2 separate regions of the Sus scrofa genome follow, and region 2 is linked to region 1. The links are chromatin contacts, called in public Hi-C maps. All regions are on one chromosome and are shown on one strand. The core of a region is the stretch at or near the end of the contact, and the rest is flanking DNA. Distances in the headings are between cores, read along the strand shown. Region 1 overlaps ETS1 (ETS proto-oncogene 1, transcription factor). Region 2 overlaps ETS1 (ETS proto-oncogene 1, transcription factor).

Region 1 (2,752 bases), core at 157-2,656:
CTAAAAAGCTGAAAAAAGATGACTGTGCTAATGGGTAAGTGGGAGAGAATTACAAACAGGAAGAGCAACAGGAGAAAACCCGATCCAGTGGACTTGGGCCACCACAGTGGGCCTGGCCAGCCTCCTGGTGATTTCTGCTCACCAGTGACCCTGTCCCCTCTTCCGGGGCCCAGAGGCCTCCTGGGCCGTACAAGTTGTCCTCTCCTTTGAGGGTTCAGTCTCCCACTCCCCCGCACCCCCAGCAGGCCTGGAGATGACCAGCAGGCCTGCAGAGGGAAAGTCCCCAGCAAAATCGGAACCTCTAATCTTCCCTTCTCGGCCCCCCGGGTGTTTGTGTTTCAGACAGAAGGGGCTGGGTGGGACCAGCTTGGCCTTCCCCTTTCTGATTCTTATTTTTGGATACAGATCTATTTAAATACCTACACATGCATGTGTACCTTTTTTCTCAGGCGAGTCACAGCGACAGAACGACTTTCTTTCTCAGGGGGCTCTCTGCGCGCATGTGCTGAGGCTGAGTGTGTGTTGGGGCCCAGCCGTGTTGTCCTTCGGGGTAGATCCGCTGTCCCATTGTGGCTCGTTGCGTCTGGCTTCGCCTTTTGTGTAATCGTCCCTTCTCCCTCTTCTTCTCTTGGTTTTTGGTTTTGAACCCCACCGTCCCCGTGATCCCCCGTGATCCCCTGTGACTGCCCCCCCACCCCGCTCCAGTGGATGATGAGCCAGACAGTGACCTGTATCCAGGGATACAGATGATGACCCATAACCTGTAGCCAGGGAGAGGAAGGATTTCTCTCTGGCCTCATTCTCCCTACTTCACACCACATCGACTTGAGTGACAGCCTGTTTTGTTTGCGGCTGCTTTTTGCACGTTAGACGTGCCGCGAGCGGGACACATTCTGGGAGCGGATTGGATCTGGCGGCAGGATGGGTCCAGACTGAAAGCATCACTGTTCACCGATTATCCACAATAATCCTAGTGTTCATATACCGCATGAGGGTATACAAAGTGCTTCTATGTTCCACTCCTTTGGATTTGGAGAACTGTCTTCTTTGTGCTGGTCTGTTCGGTGGGGGGCCGGGGGGGGGGGGGAGTGGGTGGGTGGTGCATTTACTCTATTATTGTTGGGAGCTTCCTGCGGTCTGTTTGGTGGAGTCAGATAGCTTTGGAAGGACCTCGCCGAGAAGGTTCTCAGAAAAGCTGGCGATGGATGTCTTGGGGGACCTGAGCTTCCCTGCGTGAGCACAGTAGCATAACCGAGTGTTTAATCCAGTTGGAGTCAACCCATCTGGGGAGAAAATACCCGTAAATGAAGGTTCCAGCTCCAGGATTGTGAAAGAGAGCTAAAATGAAAGCAGCCTCCTGCTCTAAACCGCAACTCTCAACAGAGTAACATTTGGCTCATGTTTGAGAGGCTGCCAGAGAGTGGTTGTGGCCTCGTTTCGTGCCCTTGCTCTTTGGGACTCCTTAGACTCGCAACTGTCTTGCGTGTGGAAATTCCAGTCTCCGTGCCCTCCCCATATAAAAATGACTGAGAGAATCATCTCAGAGACACTTGAGTGTAAATACATCCTAAACGTCGGTGGTGGGCTTTTCTTTAGGAGAATATGCGGTATCTTTCTTAGGTTTTTCAGTATGTGTCTGTCACAGAGACGTGGAAGGACCATTACAGATGGGGAGCTGGGCTGAGCAAACGCCTCATTATGAGAGGCCACAAAATTTCCTGCTCTGTTGAAAAGAGGCTGTTGCACTCTTGGTTGTTTGCTTGAGTCTGTTAATGCGAATTTCTGGAAGGGACCATCCCTTCATTTGTCATGATAATAAAAGTTGCAAATGTGACAGTGGACTGGGTAGGCAGGACCGAAAACTGAACGAAGCTGTTCGGTTTGCCTTGTGGGGCTTACCCTTCTTTGAATGAATGATTAGAAAATGAGATGAGGCCGATAAATACCTGTGTCTGTTCCAAGCAGGATTGGATAAGAGGTTCGGGAAATCTACAGTAGTAGATGATGCAAAAATGACCTATCTAACTGAACATCTTTTATCTGGGACTTAAAAAAGAAACATTTGGGAAGCAACATTTCTTCCTTCCAGTTTCAGTTTGGACACCAGAATTAAATATTTGAATTTCATTGTAAATCCCCTCTGCTATCAAGGGGAGAATATAGCCGAAGCACACCAGTCATGCTTTGTGTATACCAACCTGATTGTGGGATTTCAACTTCGTACGTAATAGACTGGCCAGGCCTGACTCACAGGTATTTCTGCATACACACATTTGTCACATCCTTTGGCCTCTTGACGTTGCTGAACTGAAGTGGCCATTTCATCTCCTATGATTTAATTTAGGTTGCCTGGAAAGTATCTGGAAATAAAAACATAAAAAATATTCCTGTGAGCCTTTTCAGCAGTTGGATGCATTTATTTTCGCCCCCCACCCCCTTTTTAGCCTCTTTTTTTCATGGCATTTTTGCCAATGGAAATTTCTCTAGGAGCTATGATGCAATCATAGCAGCTGTTTATAACCTGTTTTGGGAAATTAATGAACTTGCATGATCTTGTGGTCAGTTAAGAATGCCTTAAGCAACTCATAGAGTAAAGGGTTTCTGACATTGCGAGGGACCTTAACTCTTTAATCAACATCTTTGTTTTCTATTGCCCACATTTCCCCAATAAAGTACCAATTTCAAGTACAAAACTGTACTTGGAGGGAACAAAGAATATGGATTTCTATTTAGAAGAGTGATAGTGTTTTCT
Region 2 (2,752 bases), core at 114-2,613, 33 kb before region 1:
GGACCTGTGTGAGAGCCTTTTGAATCTCAGGATGCGTTTTTGCCTTTGAACGTAGGGAGATTTTAGGGACCGAGCCGTGTGATAGGAAAGGCTTATGAGAGCTGCCCCCACCCCCTTTTTGGGAGCTTGACTTTACCTCCCACTCATACTGTTAGTTGTTAAAACCTCTCTATCAGTTTATCAGAATAAGCGTTAAACCTCAGAGAAGATGACAGAATCAATCAGGTACATATTTTCAAGGTACAAATGGAAAATAAACAATCTAGGTCAGGTCAGGGAGCTCCTAGACCTGGTGAGGGTGTGTAGATACATGGTTCTTAAAGTATGTTTTTAGGAACTCCTAGGTGCCAGGTCCTATGTGGACTCTCAAGTAATGATGTTTTTGTGCAATTAGAGTTTGGTGCCGGAATAAGTCCTCTCATTCCGTACCATTCACGAGAGTCCATGGTCGAGTCTGATTTTAACATAGCCTTCAGAAAATGCCCCCCGGGGCATTTTCAGGGGAAGAGTTTCCATGTGTTGACGTCTATCCTTCTTGTCCTTATTTTTCTTTTTCTTGTTTGAGATTTCTTGCCTCCGGTTTACGTTAATTCTATACATGATGTGTTGGTTGTCTTGTATCATTGCAATACCAATTAAAGGCACGGGATGCAGTGGGGATTCATAGAATGCTAAGAGAAGACCTAGTAGCAGTGTAGACATACATTTCGTGTTCAAAAGAAGTTGAAGGTCCACTCTGGGGGACTCTGACTGCCTGGAGACCCAGGAGGCCTGGATTCTAGCCATGGCTTTGCACCTGTTTGTCTCTGGGACCTTGAACAAGTCATCATTTTTTTTTTTTTTTTTTCCTGGATCTTATGTCCTTCATCAGTCCAATCAATGCACTGGAGAAGATGACCTAGAAAATCACTGTTTCTCTTAACAGTGTTATTTTAGGACTCTGGGTAACGTTTAAAATAATGAAAGCTTGGAGAGAGCAGATAGAATGTCATTCAAGAGGCAGGCAAAATGGGGATGCTTTTCTCCAGATCCCCAAATTGTGTTCATCAGCTCTGTCATTGGGAGGACTTTGGAAACGTGTGTGAGTGTTACCTTTCATGGAGAAAGCCTTAGGAATTGTTACAGGCCTTTGCTTACAGTTGGAGAAACATATTGTCTCTGGGGCAACGCTGGACCAGGAGTCAGACCTTCCTCTTGGTCGTCCTCCATGAAACAGCTTCCTTTTTCCATAAGCCTTTGCTACCGTGGCAGCGGAAAGCAGCTCCCGTAGTGGGTCTGCTCTGCAGGAAGGAGACAGGCTGGGGATCCGGTAGGTGAAGCAGCCAGGAGCCCCAGCTGCATCCTCAGGGCCGAACGTGTGGCCTGAGCTGGTCATTTCATCTGAGCTGCCCCTTCTCAGGGTGCTGCTCTGGCCACCAGCAGGCCCCTCCAGCAGCAGGAGTGCATTTCTGCTCAAAGCCACCCCAGTGAGAGACGGGCCTGGCCCCTGGCTACTGGGCATGCAGGGAATGGCATCTGGCCCTCCTGTAGCTTGGGGGTTGGGTGGGGTGGGGTGGGTGACAGGCGAGATCCCACCTGCTCTGGTGTCTCCCCCACCCCGAGGCCAGGAAGCTGCAAGTGTGTGCTGGGGTGTGGCAAGCGCCTTTCAAAGGCTGCACTTAGAGCTGTGGAGGCGTGTCGATTGCACCCAGCGATTATCTGATAATCATACATACGCTCGATGTTATTGCTACCTTTTGAGAAAGGGTCTGACACAGTTGCCCTTTTCTTTGAGAAGTGGGGACCTAAGGTCAGTTTGGGGAAAGACAAGAAAAACTGCCACTGATGAGAAGGCAGAGCTGATCTGCTTATACTGATGCAGGCATCTCTCTCTCTTCAGGTCTTTTTACCTTTTGAGTTTTTGTCTTTTCTGTTAGTTATTGGGTGCTGGCTTATTAATGGGCCAAGCATCTCATTCTTTTACCCCAGTCCTGAAAGCTAAGTATTATTCCCATCTCTCAGATGAAGAAACAGAGAGATTAAGTGACGTGGCTAAGGTCACACAGCCGGCGAGTGGCATTCAGATTCAAGCCCAGGTGTAGCTAACGCCCAAGCTCGTGTCTGCTTCATCCTTCTCAGAAATATCTGAATGTTGGTTGGACCTGGGGAAAGACTCAGGTTTGTGCATATTGTTTGTCAGCTCATTGTTGACTTGGTTGTAATCTGGTAGCGTTTTGCAGTTTGACATGAGACTTGCCCACATTTCAAGGTAATCCTTTGAGTGACAGACATGTTACAAGTGGGGCAACGGATGCCCAGCTGTGATGCTAAGTATCTTTCCCAAGGTTTTACTTGGTAAGTAAGTGTCAGAGTCAGAACAGGAAGCTGGAATTCTCGAAACCGCTGGACATGTCCATTCAGCCACATACATGCCAAGTATTTCCTTGATTTGATGAGTACCTGGTGCATTGCTATTATTATCAGCACTAGTACTATTATTACAACGACTGTGACTACTGTCCATTAGCCAGAGATAGAAATGTTAACAAAGCATCCTTCTTTGCTAGAGGTAGATGTCCCTGCATGTTTTCTATGCAGTTAGTGGGCCCCCTGTATACAGTTGGCTAATTATTGAGCTATGAGTAGGTTGCAGAGATCACTAATGATACGGGATCTGAAAAATCTGCCCAGCTTTCTGTGCTGCCAAACCACTGGCCAAACTTTTAAGTGGGATGGCTGGTGAGTTCTTTCTCAAGAAGTGAAAAAAGGTGAG

The links. Hi-C and Micro-C count contacts between places; a contact is called where the count stands out from the background.
Region 2: a contact with region 1 is called in a Hi-C map of blood, with 2.1 times the contacts expected there. The contact joins two enhancer-like sites. A contact is called at or near these places in 7 of 47 Hi-C or Micro-C datasets (adipocytes, alveolar macrophages, blood and 1 more) and 1 of 2 datasets of contacts at active chromatin or transcription factors (skeletal muscle).

The regions. Positions count from the first base shown.
Region 1 is chr9:55,401,520-55,404,271 of Sscrofa11.1, reverse strand. The region is part of intron 7 of ETS1 (ETS proto-oncogene 1, transcription factor); the gene reads left to right. Among named protein-coding and RNA genes, the nearest start is that of ETS1, 110 kb to the left of the region's middle. Within about 2 kb of position 1,406, at least 19 of the 83 cell types and tissues checked have an H3K27ac peak or open chromatin away from gene starts, as enhancers often do.
Region 2 is chr9:55,434,517-55,437,268 of Sscrofa11.1, reverse strand. The region is part of intron 3 of ETS1 (ETS proto-oncogene 1, transcription factor); the gene reads left to right. Among named protein-coding and RNA genes, the nearest start is that of ETS1, 76 kb to the left of the region's middle. Within about 2 kb of position 1,363, at least 8 of the 83 cell types and tissues checked have an H3K27ac peak or open chromatin away from gene starts, as enhancers often do.